Regions from separate parts of the Zea mays genome. Here regions 2, 3 and 4 are each linked to region 1. Evidence: chromatin contacts called from public Hi-C data. All regions are on one chromosome and are shown on one strand. The core of a region is the stretch at or near the end of the contact, and the rest is flanking DNA. Distances in the headings are between cores, read along the strand shown.

The links. Hi-C and Micro-C count contacts between places; a contact is called where the count stands out from the background.
Region 2: a contact with region 1 is called in a Hi-C map of ear, with 2.0 times the contacts expected there. The contact joins the enhancer-like site here to the promoter of LOC103637733 in region 1. A contact is called at or near these places in 2 of 25 Hi-C or Micro-C datasets (ear and tassel).
Region 3: a contact with region 1 is called in a Hi-C map of leaf, with 2.8 times the contacts expected there. The contact joins the promoter of LOC103637736 here to the promoter of LOC103637733 in region 1. A contact is called at or near these places in 4 of 25 Hi-C or Micro-C datasets (ear, leaf and tassel).
Region 4: a contact with region 1 is called in a Hi-C map of bundle sheath, with 6 times the contacts expected there. The contact joins the promoter of LOC103637735 here to the promoter of LOC103637733 in region 1. A contact is called at or near these places in 5 of 25 Hi-C or Micro-C datasets (bundle sheath, ear, leaf and 1 more) and 1 of 3 datasets of contacts at active chromatin or transcription factors (seedling).

What each region holds. Positions count from the first base shown.
Region 1 is chr1:105,462,651-105,465,804 of Zm-B73-REFERENCE-NAM-5.0, forward strand. LOC103637733 (probable inactive poly [ADP-ribose] polymerase SRO1) reads right to left here and starts at 1,580. Exons shown (of 7, transcript NM_001428418.1): 1 at 1,356-1,580; 2 at 1-421. The coding sequence starts at 247.
Region 2 is chr1:106,418,323-106,421,476 of Zm-B73-REFERENCE-NAM-5.0, forward strand. It overlaps LOC103644840 (putative pentatricopeptide repeat-containing protein), which reads right to left. Exons shown (of 4, transcript XM_020542082.1): 2 at 1-1,532. Among protein-coding and RNA genes, the nearest start is that of LOC103644840, 7.6 kb to the right of the region's middle. Within about 2 kb of position 1,464, at least 17 of the 20 cell types and tissues checked have an H3K27ac peak or open chromatin away from gene starts, as enhancers often do. A contact at or near this core is called in ear and tassel, where this site is marked.
Region 3 is chr1:106,260,039-106,263,192 of Zm-B73-REFERENCE-NAM-5.0, forward strand. It overlaps LOC103637736 (cellulose synthase-like protein D1), which reads left to right and starts at 1,449. Exons shown (of 5, transcript XM_008660569.2): 1 at 1,449-1,594; 2 at 1,863-2,859; 3 at 2,947-3,154. The coding sequence starts at 1,961.
Region 4 is chr1:106,175,635-106,178,788 of Zm-B73-REFERENCE-NAM-5.0, forward strand. LOC103637735 (glycerol-3-phosphate acyltransferase, chloroplastic) reads right to left here and starts at 1,460. Exons shown (of 14, transcript XM_008660557.4): 1 at 900-1,460; 2 at 1-36. The coding sequence starts at 1,179.

The sequences.
Region 1 (3,154 bases), core at 330-2,829:
TAGGTGGTGCGCTACTCATGAAGTTCTTATAGCTCTGCAAAACCTGCTTGTTGAAGTGGCACACGATCTTTGCCTTGCGGTCTTTATCAACATGAAACCTAACAGCAGAATCATTGACAGGGTGCTGATGCAATTCAGAGTTGTGGAATATGTCAGCATCATATGCAGCGGGGTTCTCCCGCTTTCTCTTGAGACTATTCATGTTCCTTCCACATTTACCCAATACCTTTCCGTTCATCGCAGCCATTATTGCTAGCAGAAATGAACACGAACCAGAAACTAATTCTTCCAACCAAACTAAACCTGAACAAGTCTACTATTTACACTAATCTAGTGGAGAAGCTTCTGAAGACGTTCCACCTTGTAACCGACAGGCAAACGAAAAAGAGCCGGAGAAGAAACGCCAAAAGACAGTATGATCCTGCTAAGGGAAAATTGTCAGAAATCAGTAAGATAATTGTTGCTGCACTTTATATGCAGCAAAACAATATTGGATTACAGCAGGACACTCAAAAAAAAAAGGAATGACTATGGTATCAATTTTCCAGTGAGACCCTGGGAAAAATCCAAATCTTAATGCTGTCACTAGCTGTTATGTTAAGCATGGCCAAACAGATTATAGAAGTGCACACATCTTTTGTCATGTCGTGGTGCAAAAATGTTCTTTCCATGAAAAATAAGTCAACCTGTTGACTAGCAATGCCTAGGGAGTGCTGCAACCATATAGACAGATAGAGAGGCTTTTACTATTATGGTATTATTAGCCATGAAGGTCTGCTGCTGGTGAGGGAGCAAGATGCTTGTACTAACCTACAGATAACATGGTTATGAAATAATCTATGGTGATGGATTAAAGCACCAAATATTCTCTTTCATGCACAAATTAGCAGTTAACCAATGAATTTAACTGAACATGGAGCAAGAAAACTTGTATCTTAGACCATATCCATTGCAGAGCACATGGCAGGGCAGTAAATGACTAGTCAAGTAATAGAAGTAAACATCAGAATATGGTGCATAGGGTAAAATTCAGCGGAATTCTGACAAAATCCACTCAGTTTCCATGGATAATTTAACAAGTAATTAAACAGGACTGCAGTGCAGGAATGGAAATTTTTGAAAAGTCAACAATACATAGAAGAATCGATTTGGTGATCTCAAATCTGCTTTAGCCCCCAACAATTCACATCTTCATAGCACATATAATTGGCATCCAACAAATCGAACATGAAGGCTACAGATCAAAAAAAAAGCTTCCAGATCGAAAATACATACATATACAATATACAAGGGGATCCTCTTCGCCGAGGAACCAGTCAGTCAGACAAGCAGATCCGCCGATCGACGACGCTTACCTAGGGTTAGTAGTGGGGGCGTTAGCAGGGGCGACGGCGGACGAATAAATTGATTGCTTCATCTCTCCCTATCGGATCCCTTTTGCTCCCCCTAGGTCACCGCCCCTACCGACCCCACTTTATCCCCAGGCGATAGCCGGAGGTGGGGGTTCTCGCCGGAGCTTCTGCTGCTGCTTCCCTCGCCAGCGATATTGAACTGGGTCGAGGTGAGCGCAGCACGAATCGACGGCGGGGGGGGGGGGGGGGGGGGGCGAAGGTAGGAACTAGGAAGAAGGCAGGAGCTATGCGGTGGTGGAATTATTGAACACGGAGCAGAAGAGATGAGGGCGAGGTCCACGCACGCGGCACGCCTTTGCCGTGACCCCACCTGCGTTATTATTATTCCGGCCTATCCTATCCACCCACCGCCCTCCGTCCTCGATCGCTCTCCGACGCATGGGTCCGGACCCACCTGGGCACGGGTACGCAAGGCGCTAAACTTGGATGCCAAGTTGCCAGCCTCTTTCCTTGCGCCATAAGCAAAAAAAATGGCGAGCGGGCGACGTCGTGATGCCGACATGCGTGCTTGCATCGGACGGTTCACGCTTGAGGTCAACGGTACCTGTCCCACAGCAGCCGCATCACGGCCGTCCACACGTTGCAGGTTTTTGTTTTTCGTTAAATTATGGAGTAAATTCTAATGGTTTGCGTGCGTGTGTCGGGCAGAGGCGACGTGCTGATGCCGTATTCTGAATTCTTGCGCCCAACGTTCAGATTGGCCTTCGCAGCCCAACTGGATATCCATATCAATTTGCTGGCTAGTGTGTCAGTATGTATAGTTTTGGTGGATTGAACTTAATTGCACGTCGTGTTTCACGAATCTATGGAGAACTTTGGCCCACGCCATCGAGGATTTGTTGGCGCTGATCTAAATAATACTTGCGCTTTCTATGTGGTTTCCTACTCCATGGCTGCGCACTAGAGAAAACTAACATCATTTCCATCACCATCGTGTACACCTAATAAACTTTATTAAGTGCTAGATACAATACTTGTGTGAAAAATGATCATCTGAACAGACCTCAGACTCGGAGTCGATACGACTGACTGCAGACCTAATAAGATTTTTATGTAGCCAGAGCCAGAGCCAGGTATTGAATACTACTTTACCAAACAATCGTTGATTGCCAGAAGTCTTCGAGTCTTGATGAAACAAATGCAGATACGAAGATTGACCACTAGAGCTTAGTTTGGCAGCGAGAGGACAAAAAGCCCCGGGAAATAATCCAGCAAGAGGATTTTAAAAGTATTTTAAATGATACTTTAATTTTCATGGAGGATTTTTTTCACTCTGTTATATTTGGCAATCAAGGGGCCAAATACCCGTCTTGTGCAAAAAAAAAAAAATCAAAATCAGGAAAAAAAAATCAAACAGCAACTACTCATCCATCATCACATCACACGTACGGATAGTTGTGTGAACATTAGAAAAATGTTTAAAAATAGCACACAAAGTTTAATTTGAATAAAATCAAATATTCAACAAACTTAATCCATCACCAAATCACATAAAATCATCTCCATTTACACGTATAGATAATATAACATAAAAATGAAGTACAAGCTTCTTTATTAGGAACTTTGCCACTAAAATAAATTATGAGTTTAACCCCTTTTCCACAAGCTTCATGTAGATTGCCATTGCATTTTCCTTCTCCATGTTAGCTTTACTTATCACTACTAAAGTAACATCAACTGATACACAGTTTAGTTTACATGGTTACACAAAGAACATGAACATGGTTCCATGCACATAGCCA
Region 2 (3,154 bases), core at 214-2,713, 960 kb after region 1:
ACTGGCAATGATATTGTGGTAGACATCAATTGCATGGTTTACCCTTCCTAACTGGCACAAACTATCCAGTAACCCAGCATGAGTGTAGCTGTCTGGGCTGGTGCACGTGTCAATTCTATCAATGTAGAATTGGATGGCTTCAGATGGAAAACCTGATTTGCACAGACTACTCAACACAGAATTGCAGGCCACAAGATCAAGAGAGATATCGGAGCTTAAAATCAAGCTGTGAAGAAGGCCCATATTCTGTGAAAACTGCAATACCTGAGCTAAAGTAGATAAAGTGTATGCATCTGGCTTTATCTGACTGCCAAGAATATGCATGTAAATATTTAGTGCCTCATTGTATCTTCTCTCCTTTAGCATGCTGTCCATCAGAACATTATACAAAACAATGTCTGGTCTGCAACTAGCGGACATCATTGACCCCAAAAGCTCGCTGGCCTTTTCATGCCTACCAGCTCGCAACAATCCCCTGACAAGTGGAGTGTAGGTGACCACTGAAGGAGAAGAACCAGAATCCGCCATCTTTGCAAGCATATTACAAGCCTCCTCTAGTCGCCCCTCACGGCACAGACGAGCGATCAAACATGTCCACATGGCTGAGGTGAGATTGCAACCCGAAACAAGCGCGAAAGAAAACAGCTGCAGAAGCTCAGACATAGTTCCAGCCTTACTGCAGCAGGCAAAAACCGCAGTGAGAGAAGCTGCACTTGGGACAAACCCCAGCTGTAGCATTTCAATAAAACAACTCCGGGCTCCTGACCAGCCCCCAGCCCTGCAGAGATGGGTGAGCACAATGGCGTAGGTGAGGTAATTGGGTGCCGGGTAGTACTGCAACGTGTGTCGCGCTGCGTCGAGATGGCCTGTCCTGAGCTGGACGTCGAGGACGACATTGCAGGCGAAGGCATTGGGTTGGAATCCCCAAAGGCGCATTTGATAGAACAGATCGAGTACGATAGGGTAGAGCCCCCCGCGCCAGTAGAGCCTGAGCAGGAGCAGGAAAGTCTGGGGCTTGACGTGGACGCCGAGGGCCTGGAGCTCGCGGATAAGCTTGTTGGCAGTGCCGAGGCGAGAGGCGAGGCGGGAGGCGGCGGGGAGGAGGCGGTCGAAGGAGGAAGGCGGGTGGAAATAGCCGGGGCGGCGGGCACACCACAGGAAGAAGGAGAGCGCGATGCCGTCTGAGGGGCAGCGAGCGACGGCGGCTTCGACTATCTGCGGCGTTGGCAGCTGCGGCGGAGGCTGAGGCTGGGGCTTGGAAGCGAAGAAAGCGGCTGCGAGCGGCGCCGTCCTCCTGCGCGTGCCGTGGAGCATGGAAGCAAGTGAGCGGGTACCGAGGCGTCGTCGCAAGCATTGCAAGCCCAGACGACGCGCGGGAGGGAAGTAGGGAACACAAGCAACGGTGCGGCGCTCAATCGCCGCCGGTTGGCTGCCGCACGGCGGCGGCGTGTGGGCACGCTGCTTCAGCTGCAGCCTGCAGGTAGCCCATGAACGTGCGGCCCACGGGCCCAGCCTGAGCCCACTTCCACGTCCTATACAAATGGAAAAGAAAATTATATTAGCACCATCAACTTATTGGTGGTGGACTCATGGTCTACTTCAGTCACTCACTATAAAACTAAAGACAATTGCATGATCGTCTCTTCTCACGATTCTAACTATATTTTTATCCCTAATTTTCGAATTTTGCACCATTGTGCTTCTTTTTTTAAACGAAACACCTGATTCTGTTATAAACACATAACGATGTTGCCATTTGCCCCTTTTATTATCAACTTTTTTGCAAATTTGCTCTCGCTTTGATATAAAAGTTAGTATAAGTAAGACATAAATCCGACTATAAATTTGAAAATCCATTTTTTTTCCAAATTCAAAGTTTTAAAAACATCAAATTTATTGAAAACAAATTAAATTTAACATTACATTTTAACGATTTTTTATTAATATTTTAATTACAATAGAAGTTTAGAGTATAAGTAAGTATGACTAAATCGATCATAAATTTGAAAATCAATTACTTCAAATTCAAAATTTCAAATACTTCGAATTTAATAAAAAATTAAATTTAACATTATAATTTAACAAAATTAAATGTAATGTTAAATTTAATTTTTTTTCATTAAATTCGAAGTAATTGAAATTTTGAACTTGAAATAATTGGTGTTCAAATTTATGGTCGGACTTATGTCATACTTATACTCTAAACTTTTATATCAACGTGGGGTGCAAATTAGCAATCAGTTGATGATAAGTGTTTTCATTAAATTCGAAGTATTGAAATAAAAAATTAAATTTAAGGTCAAAATTATGTCATACTTATACTCTAAACTTTTATATCAAAGTGTGGGCAAATTTACAAACAATTGATAATAAAAGGGGCAATGGTGCAATGGTACGAACGTATTTTTTTAGATAATGCTTACAACGAAATAGGGGCAAACAAAGGTTTTTGTTTCAAAAGGGGGCAATGGTGCAAAGTTCGAAAAATATGGATAAAATGGATTTAAAATCGTGAGCAAGGTCAACCATGCAATTGTCCCATAAAACTGTGTATTCTACCCTCAAACTATTGAAAATGCTAAATAATCCCTTGAGACGGTTTTGAAAGTGGTTTTACTGATGTGTTATTTTTAGAAATCTATATTATGGGGGGTGGATATCCTTGGGTGGCCATAACTCGACTATGATCCGTGGGTCGCTCGAGAGACCTTGTTGGGTCGGGTGGCTAGGCATCACAAGTTATAAGTCGGATACGACCAGACATAGGCGGAACCGTGGTTACATGGGCGTCAAGGCGCGTGGACCGAATCTTGTGCATACATAGGGCACGATGTGCTCCTAAGGACTCGTCGACTTCCACATGGGACGAAGTTGGTTTGGGTTGGCAACGGATGTGGGACGTGGTGCGTGGGACTTAGCTCTCCCATCTGCATAAGGCAGAAGAACCACCCCTAAGAAAAAGATAAGGCATCTCAGTAGGCATAGTCATCTTCTACCTCCATAACTCTCTGTAATTATAACCACCAAGCAAAACAACCTCGCAAACACATAGGGTGTTGGGTCGTAGTGCGAGCTGCACCGGCACACGCCCAGACTCAAGGACCATGATTCATCCGCGTGCCAAGCCAGACTGTTGTTGCGTCGGTCGGACACA
Region 3 (3,154 bases), core at 199-2,698, 800 kb after region 1:
CGTTGCCTGGTCCAAAGGCAAATTCAGGCAACCAAACACGTAGACTAATTTTATTTTTGCATCTGATGGGCTATGCACCGACGGACGCGCTCAACCAAACAGCCAGAAATTTAAGCAACGCGTGTACGTGCAAGATATCTGCAGTGTGCTTGCATGCATGATGCATGGCTGCACATTCTTATGCGATTAGAAGCGGTGGAAGAACCGTGGAATTGAAAGAAACTGAGCTAGGGTGTGCAAGTGCCCACACGAGAGCAGAATCTCTGTTGTTTGTGTCAAATGCGTAGCTATAGAATTTCATGCGCCGGATTGGTTCCCTATCGGGTACATGCAGCCGCAGATTCTCAAGGATGTGTTTGGTTTGCGGATCAGTAGAGTATGACTACCCTAACTCGTATACCCATATCCGAGCTCCCATGAGACATGCTCAACATATGCGAGAGAATCGGGTGTTTGGTTAGGTGAACAGGTTTATACATTTATATAAGGTGCTGTTTGGTTCACATATTTGTAACGCAAATGCTGGTAACCGATAACGTTAAACCATGTTTATTTAAGTCTAACCGTAATCAGATACCATATTAGAAACTCATACAATTCTATTCGAACTTGTTATCTCTGGTAATTGAGTGTGAGTCGTTAGTGTTGTCATTTACGTTACGGTTCACGAACCAAACGACACCATATTATTTAGTTGCTTACGTTAGAACAAGATTAGATAAAATAATAAACAAATTAGTTTTGTTCATAGAAATGTCAAGGCCATAAAAATAAATTTGGCGTATTAATTACTCACTCCGTTTCTTTTTATTTGTCGCTGGATAGTGCAAAATTACACTATCCAGCGACAAATAAAAAGAAACGGAGAGAGTAGATGACTGTCTAATGGGAGCCTGGCTCTTCGTGTACAGGCTAACGTGGCCAGGCTCTGCGCATCCGTGATCCAAACACAGGGATAATGAAACCAAAGGCAAGCGAGTGAGTTGGGAGCAGAATCAAAGGGATTACTGATCGTGCGTGCAACTCAGACGAGACGGAGGCGCGCAGGAGTGATGCCGGGCATGATTGATACATGATGATGCTTTTTTTTCGTGTGTGTGTGTGTGGGCGACTGAAAATTTGCAACTACAAGTTGGTTGAAAGTTTGCGCGTGCTGGGTTGGAAGCCCATCACGCCGTCTCGGTTGATACAAGAGTTTTCCTTATTGCGACGGCTAAAAACTGACGGCATCGTGCTGCATCGTGGTGCCCTACGCTGGCAGGAGACGCTCAGTTAGGTAGGACCCCACATGGCAGGGAGCAGAGCACCTAACTACGTGGGGTGGGTCGTCGTTGCTTTGGCGCGCGTTTGTGCGCCCCCACCCCGCTTCCCGTCCCGGCCTCCCCGTGCCAGACCAATCGACCACTTCAATTCCAGCTAGCTCCAAGCATTCAAATAACCGTGCCAGGGCAGCTGGCGTTTCCATGGGCGCCATCCCCCCAGGTCCATTTTGCTTCTTCCGTTCCGCTTTCATCCTCCTCTTGGACTTGGCCTCTCTCGACCTGCTACTAAACACTCCGGATTAGTCGTCGTTGTCTGCAGCGAGGAACAAAAGGTGATGGATCGATCGATTGATCATATCACTCACCATTTCATTCTCTCTGTGTCTCTTTTATTTTATCTGTTTATTATGCAAAAAAAAAACTCCAAATAAAAACATCTACTATACTCTATCCTAGTTGCCATTTCGACTTTGATCTGCTGCCGCATTTATGCTTTCCATCTCAAAGCTATAGCATGTATTATAACAACTTGGCATCACCATCATCTGCTCACGCCAAAACTTTCCCATCCTTTGCTTGCGCAAACCGGATTCTTTGCAGATAGCCATAATAACAGCAGAGCACGACCATTTTGGACTCCCAACAAGGACCAGCAGGGGCAGGGCAATTAATTAAACGAGCACTGACGCCAGCCAGCCATGGCGTCCAAGGGGATCCTTAAAAACAGCGGCTCCCGCCGCATGCCGCCGCAGGGCGCCGGCAGCAGGCCGCCCACGGCGCCCACGTCGGCGCCCACGGTCGTCTTCGGGCGCCGGACCGACTCTGGGCGCTTCATCAGCTACTCTCGCGACGACCTGGACTCGGAGATCAGCAGCGTCGACTTCCAGGACTACCACGTCCACATCCCCATGACGCCCGACAACCAGCCCATGGACGAGGACGACAGCGGCACAGCCAGGGCCGAGGACCAGCGCTACGTCTCCGGCTCGCTCTTCACCGGCGGCTTCAACACCGTCACCCGCGCGCATGTCATGGACAAGCCCGACGGCGACGCCGCCGGGCGCCGCGGCGGCGGCGGTGCCAAGGGACCCAGCGCGTGCATGGTCGAGGGGTGCGACGCCAGGGCCATGCGCGACGCCCGCGGCGATGACGTCCTCCCCTGCGAGTGCGATTTCAGGGTCTGCGTCGACTGCTTCACCGACGCCGTCAAGGCCGGCGCCGGCGTCTGCCCGGGGTGCAAGGAGCCTTACAAGAACACCGAGTGGGAGGGCCTTGGCGCCGGCGCGGCCGAGGAGGTCACGCGGGCGCTCTCGCTGCCCCGCGGGCCTGCGGGCGCCAACGGCCACAGGATGGAGAGGCGCCTGTCGCTGGTCAAGCAGGCCAACGTCAACCAGTCCGGCGAGTTCGATCATAACCTCTGGCTCTTCCAGACCAAGGGCACCTATGGCTATGGCAACGCCATCTGGCCCCAGGATGAAGCAGACGACGACACCGACGGCGGTGCCCCGGCTGGGCATCCCAAGGAGCTCTTAACCAAACCGTGGCGCCCGCTCACCCGCAAGCTCAGGATTCCAGCAGCCGTCATCAGTCCTTACAGGTCCTTGTCGTCGTGAATTCTTATACGTACATTAAAATAGTAGTTATTTCTACTTTATTCACATTTTGTTCCTCCCATCCCATCCAGGCTCCTCGTCCTCATCCGCTTGGTCGCACTGGCCTTCTTCCTCATGTGGCGCATCAAGCACCAAAACGAGGACGCCATCTGGCTCTGGGGAATGTCCATTGTCTGCGAGCTCTGGTTCGCCTTCTCATGGGTACTGGACCAGCTCCCGAAGCTGTGCCCCATCAACCGCGCGACAGACCTCTCTGTGCTCAAGGAGAAGTTTGAGACG
Region 4 (3,154 bases), core at 210-2,709, 710 kb after region 1:
CATTATCCCGTTCCTTTCTTATGTGCAAAATGAGCTCTGCACAACGTGTAAATAGGAAAAAGAAGGAAGTCGTCAGTTTGTCTGCATACTAGATTATTATATATTAAGGGCATGTACAACTCTGACATTGTTGCACGGTACTCCAAATATAAGATACAGCTAAAACACAATATCATACAGTGGACGTGTCTAAAACATGTGTCTTACCATATTCATTGTACAAATCAGAGCATTCAATAAATTAAATTGACTAATCAGCTAGTCTCATGTCTCGAGCATAGAGCTAAGACGTGTCTTCGTCAAGATACGTGTCTTGAGCTTTTTACATTTACCCACTTAGACACACTCGAAGACACAGCTCGAAACACCCATTGTACATGCCCTAATGTGGCATGTCAGCATGTGAAATTACTAGGTTGGTTCCATGCGACTACGCAAGCAATTTGGCATAAGGGCATGTACAACCCACATAAATGATACGTATCTTGAGAAGTATTAAAGATTTAAAGGGGTAAGTGCAAAAAAACACAATAGACATATCTTGGTGAAGGAATGTCCCTAGCATGGTTCTCAAAGTCTAGATACGGTTTCACACATACAACTCACATAAATAAACCGTATATTAAGGAGTTTTAGTGAATAAAATACAAGACTTAGATACATTGGTTTATACGAAGGAATTTCTTAGATGTATCTAGTACTTGGAGAACTACAACATAGTATCTAGGTTGTACGACTACTTTGGCTGGGCAGCTGTGCCTTCATTGCTAGAGTAGAGACACCAGTAGTGGCAGCGGATAGTGACGCAAATGCAGTTATAGTGCGTAACGATCCAAAAGAGATATGGGCAATATAAGCGCAAGGCGGACTGCATTTGGAAGCAGCAGCAGCAACCAAACCTTCCTCGTCGAGCAGCGACAAGGGTCCCACCACCTCCTCGGCACCCATATAGGAGGCGAGCACAGCGCCCTTGGCCGGGACCCGCGGGCCCCGTCCCCCTCCGGTAGCCCTCCACGCGGCCTTGGCTTCCAGCCGGAGTGCCCCGCGGCGGAACCATAGCAGCCTCGCCGGCGCAGCAACGATGGCGGGCCGCAGCGAGGCCAACCAGGGCGACAGCGAGGAGGCAGCGGAAGCGGGGCAGGCGCCCCCTGCGAACGCGACCAGCGGCGGAGCGTGCATGGGGTCTGGGGGGGGGGGGGGGGGGGGCGGCGAAGAAAGGTTCTAGAAACCTAATAATCCGAAAACCCTAGTGGGAATGGCGGCCTGGGAAATAGCGCATGAGTTCAGCTGAGGCGGAAGCCGGACGGAGAGGGCGAAGAAGGCGTCGACAGTCGACACGAGAAGCCTCGGCCCGCTCACCCCTGCTAGCAGCATATTTTCCTCGATTTTTCTGTTTAGTTTTTCTCCTCAGAAATTTAAAATAGGGCCTTTTGTGTGTGGTTAGGATTTGTCGAGGAAAATTATTGGATGACACGGCACCTTTCTATTCCCTTATTTTGGCACATACGGCATTGTGTTAGGGCATGGCTGAGCCCGTAGAACGGTTTCTAAATAAAAGATAAAATAAAATAAGAGAAACAACTAAGAGACTGTATAATACAACTTTGAGTTTTTAGATAATAAATTAGACGAGTGACCGTGTGTTACAACGGGAACATATAATGTCACAATAACTTATAACTTATATACAATAACTTTAATATCTTATAAAATCGTTAACAACAACCAACACAAAACTAAACTAATACAAAGATCAAATTCACTTTAAAGTTTCATACAATTTAGTGTGCAAGTAATAGCACATAAGCCCTTAAAAGATACACAAACTTTTTCGTGGTCCATTAGGTTATGATATCCCTTTTCCATCCTTTCTATCCCATGAATTAAACGCCACCACATTATTGTCACATTTAAATCTTTTCACACTATATCCCTGTGTCTGTATTGTCACTCTTTCTACCTTGGTCTGTTCTATGAACAAAAATATTGGCTGTTTTTTTTTTTGCTTGAGGCCATCTCTGACATGGTCATGAACAGATCCAGTCTCGGTTATATGATTTATTCTTGTTTCGCTCTTTGCAGAAATTTTTCGTTTAGAACGTCATCCAATTGTAGAGTTTGCACTTGATGATTTTAAAAAGGTGAGGTTTCAGAAGATTTGAATGGAACGGCATCACAAGTCAGCAGCAGAAACTGCAGAACTTCAGCAGACCCCTTCAGGGAATCAACCTGCAAGTGAAGGTCATAATGCATTTCTTGTTAGGTATGTGCCACGAGAGTTAAAAATTAATATAAAACATAGATACGGAACGATAAATATTACTATAATAAATAAAATATGTGTGACAAAATATCACTATAACACTAATATTATATTAACGATATAAATATGTCGACTCCAATAGAATGAACTGATGTCGAACAAATATTATAATATTGTATAAATTATTTCTAAAGAATCAATATAGAATTCTGAATGATAGACAAATATATCGATATTCTCATACACAAATCTAATATTATTTCTAAAAAATCAATATAGAATTCTCATAACTTAACAGATCGATCAACTGCTGCGAGTGGGACCACCTCCGGTGCAACGAGGCACGAGCGTGTGAACGTCTTCATTGATGGCGCAGACAGCTTGCGTGGTTAGATCCCGTCAGCGGTGGGTAGGCTCACGAAGCTCATGTTGATGACCCCGTTCCAGCTACTGGGGCTCACGGGCTCCATCCCGGACTACCTCACTGTATTGTCCAACTTGCAGTTCCTCACCATCTCTCACACTAACGAGTCCAGTAGCATCTCGGAGTCCCTGACATGGCTGTAGAGAGGCGACGATGCGACGGGGGTAGGGCTGGTTGAGGTCGGCGCCGAGGCCGAAAGGCGAGGACGAGGGCGGGGGCATGACCTGGCCTATGGGCGCCTCCCTTCGCCTATGGACGCCTCCCTTCGCTCTTAATAGTAGAGACTAGGTAAGTGCCCGTACGTTGCAACGGGAACATATAATATCATGATAACTTATGTACAAATGTGTGTTATACTGTTATGCGAAAAGATTTTGTAATCCATTTGTGATCCTAGCCATACATAAATTTTGGTATAGTACAATGATCAAGTCTTACGATGGAACATAAATTATTTGTTGAAATAC